Regions from separate parts of the Sus scrofa genome. Here region 2 is linked to region 1. The links are chromatin contacts, called in public Hi-C maps. All regions are on one chromosome and are shown on one strand. The core of a region is the stretch at or near the end of the contact, and the rest is flanking DNA. Distances in the headings are between cores, read along the strand shown. Region 1 has its middle 91 kb from the start of KIAA1456. Region 2 overlaps DLC1 (rho GTPase-activating protein 7).

Region 1 (3,171 bases), core at 165-2,664:
TTCTCTTACCCATTCTCTGCTCTCTTGCTCCCCCTACTGATCACTCTACAGGCCACATCTTTTACTTGATCCTGCTTATTGCATCTCTCCTCCTCCCAGCTCCAGGAGTTTGAAACTCTATCCCCATAACTTAGAACCCAAAGGCTCTTTAAATATCAGGTCAGGCACAGATACTGTTTTCACGACTCACAACTTCCAACCGCAGTGTGACAGCTGCTATCTTTGAGGCATGCACAAAGCACTAAGGCTCTGAGGAAGGACTGACAAAGGAGGTGACATTTGAGAAGAACACGGGAGCAGTGGCCGTGCACAATTGAAAGCGGCATCATATTCTGATGTGCCTGGACTATGGGGTGGGGAGTGGCTGAAGCCACGCTGTGAAAGGTTTTGAGGAGGGTACAGTGAAGAGCCTTATCTTTAACCTAAAGCCAGAGATTTTCAAACTGTCCCCTGAAGAGCCCATGGACTTCACAACCTGCCAGTCGATGATGGCTGGGAGGCTGGATGGCAAAGTGTGTTCTAGCTTCTGTTGTTTGACACATCGTTCTTCTGATTAGTCCTTCTATTAAAGGCTGCCTTCTGCCCCCAGAATTTTGAAGCCCATCTCTGTTGGTGACGGGAGCTGTGGACCTAAGGAATCACCAAGTCCAAGTAGAATTAACCATTTCCTTTAACCACACAGGAGGGCAGGCAAGACCTGGGAGTCCCCTGTAAGAACATGCAGGTTTTCTGGATCAGCTTTGGCAGCAAAAGGACATAGGAAAAAAGGCTGGGCTTTGGGTAGGGCTCGTGGGGCAGAGCGCCCTTCCACCCAGGTGACAAATCCAGCTTCCTCAGGCGCACGCCTAGGATTAGCCCTGGTTGCAATCCCTGCTTCCCAAGAAAAAAGGCAACTCACTAAAGACACACCCTCACTTGGTGGCAAAGGTGGGGTTAGCTCTCCCGACTCTGCCCTTTTTAATGCATTGTTTGAAGTCCTCAGCTAGCAGATTAAAATAGTGCAAGGGCATTAGTGTGTGAGGAGGAGGGGGGGAAGGGAAGGGAGGCAAGGAGGGTGGAGTTGCGGGCTGAGCCAGTTCCATTTGGGCCAAACCCGGTTCCTTATCTGTAAAGCCAGAGACACTCGTGCTCTCTACGCCACCTGCTCATTCTGTGACACTTTTTTTTTTTTGCTTTCGAAAAGTCTAACAGATACAAAGATGAGCGGGATTCCCATTTTCTGTCAAATTCTCCAAAGGCAGCTAAGGGAAGGAAATCAGGACCTTTCATTGCTGTACCACACCCACATTTCAAAGCGCTGACCTTGAAGAGTCCGCTCCAGCCCAGGCGGGGGCCGAGGGGCGGACTTGTGCTACGTGACTGCGCGCTCGCCGTGCCCCGCTACGCCGGACGCGCGTCCCGCAGGCTGGCGCCGCCCTCTCCCCGCTCCTCCCTCCCCAGCCCCACCTGCACATCTCCACGCGCAGAGCGGAAGGAGCGTGCTCTGCGGAGGATGCGCATCCAGATGCTCGCGCTTCCCTCTCCTTCCAGGATCCGAGATTCGCAAGGTCATCAACCCTCTGAGTCTCGGTGTCCGTTCTGAGACTTGCAACTTGGGGAGGTTCCCCGAGGGCCCTTCCCGCTGCTCTAAGGTCTGAGGCTGTGGTTTCATGAATGATAGTTTAACACTCTGCAAAGCATTAATGAGACGGTAGCTATAAAGTGGCATGAATTCCGTGAGATAAAGGTGCTGATTTAATTTGTTACCCATTGCTTATAAAATCCAGGGAAAATGGCAGTTTTAAATCGGCGTTTACCTAGCTGTAACAACCGTGACAACCTTCCTGTAGTTTGCAGAACACTGTAAACGGCAGGCTGGGATCCGAATCGTTCCTTCAGTTTTACAGATGAGGAAATTAAATGTCGTTTCTTAGAATAGTAATCATCCTTGTATCGTTATTAGTGAAAGTGATGTATTTTGAGTGAAAAACATAAATTGTTAAATACATGTACATCTGAGGAACTCTTTCTGGAGCCACTTTCAAAGAATGCTCCCAATCTAACCTTAAACAAAAGGGAAGGGCAAAGCGATATTATCTTTTAAGTCAGGAAAATAAACAGTTTTCTGTTTTCTTCCCTCTTTTGTAGACACTGTTTGATAAGTTTCTCACCAGCACTTGGGCCTAAGCAAAGTTGGAGCAATGTGGGGGTCACCTCCCTGTGTTCTAAACTGTATGTTGTGAGGTGATGGAAATGAGGCTACAGTTTTTAGGGAAGTATCTTCCTGCTCATTTACTGCTTGTGTGGTGTGGTCTCCCTGACCGCTGAATATGGTTCAGGGTCTACCAAAAGGAATGAGATTTGCCAGCATCCACCTTCTCTGTCTGTGAGGGCTGGGTGAAGGATGTTCAAGGAACTCCAAGGGTAGAGGTCAAGCTGCCTAACTGATCTGGGTGGGCGTGGTGAGGGCAATAAAGGAATTGCATCTGCAGAGCCCCTTCCATGCAGTTTAACCTGTACAACAGGCCTAGGAGATAGATTGCCGTGATTCTCTGTGCCACATATGTAAGGCCCAGAAAAGTTGCCTCAGGTAAAATGGCCAGGAAGTCATAAAACCAATTTTCATACCAAGCTATCTAAACTCTAGCTTCAGAACCGTCCCTTTGTCCTCCAGAAACCCAAGCGTCACTCAGGCTCCGTCAGAGTGACGGTCCTGGGACGGCAGAGACTTCCAGGGGAACGAGATTGTACATCTCTAATCTACCACGATCTGGCTCCAAAGCAGTGAGATTGGTGGAAAATAGGGCTATACAGCAGGAGTTGGCAGACTGTGGTCCAGGGGCCAAATCCAGCCTGTCACCGGTTTTTGTACAGCCAGCAAGTTAAAACTGGTTTTTACATTTTCTTATAGTTCCGGGGGAGGGGAGAGACAATAAATGAAAGAAGAATAATATTTTGTAGCATATAAAAATTATATTTTAAAATATCTGAAATTCAGGTTTCCATGTCCAAAAATGAAATTTTATTGTAATGCAGCCTTGCTTGTTGCTTGCATATTGTCTACCGCTGCTTTCCTAATACAAACACAAAGTTGAATGGAATTAGTTCTTATTATTTGTGGCAGTTATGTTCTATAAAGTCACCAGGAATAATAAATTAGCATTACTGAACCATTGCTCCTAAGAGAAAAAC
Region 2 (2,999 bases), core at 110-2,609, 270 kb after region 1:
TTGAGAATCCAGGAGTCTGCCTTCCTCAATTAACCTCCTACAACACTTTCATTGTACACCACTGAGCAAGCAGCCTCGAGACGGTGTTGCTTCTGGGTTTCCAGACATGTGTCATTTCCACTGCATATTTAGTAGCACATAACTGCCTGAAGTGGGGAGACGGGAATGTGAGGCATGTCTCACTGAGGAGGAGGGTTTTTATATTTCAAAAAAAAAAAAAAATCACTCAACTGCTAATGGAAACGTCAACCTCCCAGCCCTATTCTTAAAAATAAATAAATACAAGGAGTTCCTCATGTGAGAGGCACATTAGGGACACAAGATATTCATTTCCATGAAGTCACTCACAGCAGGCCTGTCTGGAAAAATGCTTTCATCTTCTGTGAAGGGAGGAGGAATTGTACCAGCAAGAAGGTTTAAAGACCAAAACTTTGAAGTGGAGGGTGAAATGGGAAAAGTGATCCTCCGGTCAGGTGAATTTGGGCCAAACCAGATTAATTTCTACATTTCAATTCAACATGGGCTGCATAGAGACTACAGAGTCATGATTTGTAAGGAGATGCCTCTCGGTCCTGTCCAGCAGTGGGCACACGGGGTTTCCTACAGTTTGGTATGTCCACCATGACCCTGGGTGCAGAGGGCAGCTGAAGAAGTAGGTGCTGCACCGCTGGAGCTGGACAGCTCTGCTTTGAGCTGCTTCGTGGATTGTTGTCTACTTAAATTCACTTACTGCACATTCACTGAGCATCTGCTATAAACTGCTGGTACTATGTCAAGTGTGATCAGGTGATAGTGATCAAGATAGATGTGGCCTTGGCCTCGTGAAGGCTGTAGGCTCTGCAAAGTTCCCTGTGGGCTGTTGGGAGGTATGAGTGTGAACACCATGAATGGGGTTCCAGCACGCTCATATTGAAGATGAATAAACTGAGGTCCTGACAGAATCCCCCAAAGGATTAACTGCAAAGTTGGGAAACAGAATCTGGATGCCGTGACTTAGACTTTAGTGTTATTCCTCCTACGTTCAGAGCTAGGACAGGAAGAAAAGGCATAAAAAAATCTTAGAAATCTGCTCAACTCTAGGGGATGTGAATTTCGGTCCATGACTACATCTTATCTCTATTTCTGTTCATTCAAGTGCTCTCTCAAGATAGAATCAAAGCTCTTCACCCATTCTTGGACATGGAGAAGATCAGATACATGGGCCTTTTTCCTTCCAGACTGGTGTCTCCAACTTGCATTTGATCAGAGGTCATCTGCCTGCTGTTCGTTTCAGAAGCTTTTGCCTCAGTCCTTCTCCATTCAAGCAGCCCTTTCTACACAGCCAGCTCTCTGTGGAAACCTTGGGGCTCTCTTGCATTCTTTGCTGCCCTGCATCACTTCCTTCCTTCCTTTCTTGTAGGCACTGGGAATACTTTCTCTCCAACCCCCATTCCTGCTGCTGTTCACTCTCCCAGCCATGACCTTTGCCTCTTTCCCTTTCCTCTCTCTGTTTCCCTTGAGGCTCTGTTGCTGTACTTTTATACTGCTGAAAACCAGGATGTGGTGGGATAGAATTCAATGTGTTTTCCTTTTGATTCTGAGCTTCTGCCTTGTTTTCTCAATGTCTGCTTAAAAGCCCTCACTCTTTCTTTTCTTTTGCTTTTTTAACGGCTGCACTGTGGCATATGGAAATTCCCAGGCCAGGGGTCTAATCAGAGCTGCAGCTGCCGGCCACAGCCACAGCCACAGCAATGCCGGATCGGAGCCATATCTGTGACCTGCACCACAGCTCATGGTAACACTGGATCCCCCACCACTGAGGTAGGCCAGAGATCAGACCTGCATCCCCTTGGATACAAGTTGGATCCTTAACTCATTGAGCCACAATGGGAACTCTTGCCCTCACTCTTTAAAATGCTGTGTTTCAACTTTAGTCCCGAGCACTGGTCCTGCCTGTGGTGCCTCTTTCCCCTTCGCATCTGTACATATCTTCAGTCCTGTCTCTGGCAAGGTGACATCTGATCAGGCTTTTACATGAAAAAGGGCAACTTACAGTGTTTATGATTCAGGATGTGGAATGTTCCTTACTCAGTCTGTCCAGACCTTGACCTCCTGAAACGCACGACTCAGAGAATTGTTGGCATTGATCTTATGCTGTCCTTAAAGATCCTGTAATACATTCATCTCCTGTTCTTGGCAGCTGCTTACAGGTTAGTCCCCATAGCTCAGTCCTCATTAGGGGCATGATACAGGATGGAAGGAATGGGAAAAGCAACTTCTACCTACCAAAGAGTGTCCCATGAATTATTTCTTTGTACAATGTTGTTTATTATAGTGCAAAAAACCCAAAACAGTGCCTGTTTATTTTTGAGAAGAGATTGTTTTCTTTATACAGTTCAGCACATGGAGCACATGGACTTTCCTGTACCCTTTGAAATCCTAAAATCAGAATCTCCACAATCTAATTAACATCCTTTGTGGAAGTGAAACATTCTATGGTTTATTTTTATCTTCTGTGTATTCCTTCATCTGAATTCAACTATTTGAGGATGAATTTGGTGCTTGGCCTACCTGCCAACACCAGTGCAAAGAAGACAGGACAGAATTGAGTTTTGAGAGATTTTTTGAGTTGCATTTGCAAAGGAGGATGATATGATATTATTAGGACAAGAGCTTGGGAAGGTTTTCAATTGGGAGAGTGATTTTATAGAAATAAACATATGTTGTCCTCTCGGCCCAATTAGCAATCATTTTGTGGGGTTTGAATTGTATCTGTGGCTTTAGGATGGTTTTCTGTTGAGTAAAGCTGATAAGTCCAGTCAAAGACCAAATCTTTGATCCTGGCCTCAAGTGAACATGGTGTTTCAAATGGCTGAATTTTTTTCCCAGTAACTCAGAGAGGAAGAGAGACTCAGAGCTGTTTTGTTGGGAGCAATGATAGAGAGTTTTCAAACAGATAAAGTACTGATCTCCACATCAGCAGTAAGCGATGAATGTCCCACAGTGATAAAGGGCCCTTA

Evidence for each region. Hi-C and Micro-C count contacts between places; a contact is called where the count stands out from the background.
Region 2: a Hi-C map of liver shows a contact between it and region 1, with 4 times the contacts expected there. The contact joins two enhancer-like sites. A contact is called at or near these places in 3 of 47 Hi-C or Micro-C datasets (embryonic fibroblasts, liver and omental adipose tissue).

Annotation. Positions count from the first base shown.
Region 1 is chr17:1,150,352-1,153,522 of Sscrofa11.1, forward strand. No RefSeq gene overlaps it. Among named protein-coding and RNA genes, the nearest start is that of KIAA1456, 91 kb to the left of the region's middle. Within about 2 kb of position 1,415, at least 41 of the 83 cell types and tissues checked have an H3K27ac peak or open chromatin away from gene starts, as enhancers often do. A contact at or near this core is called in liver, where this site is marked.
Region 2 is chr17:1,421,657-1,424,655 of Sscrofa11.1, forward strand. The region is part of intron 4 of DLC1 (rho GTPase-activating protein 7); the gene reads right to left. Among named protein-coding and RNA genes, the nearest start is that of C17H8orf48, 190 kb to the right of the region's middle. Within about 2 kb of position 1,360, at least 10 of the 83 cell types and tissues checked have an H3K27ac peak or open chromatin away from gene starts, as enhancers often do. A contact at or near this core is called in liver, where this site is marked.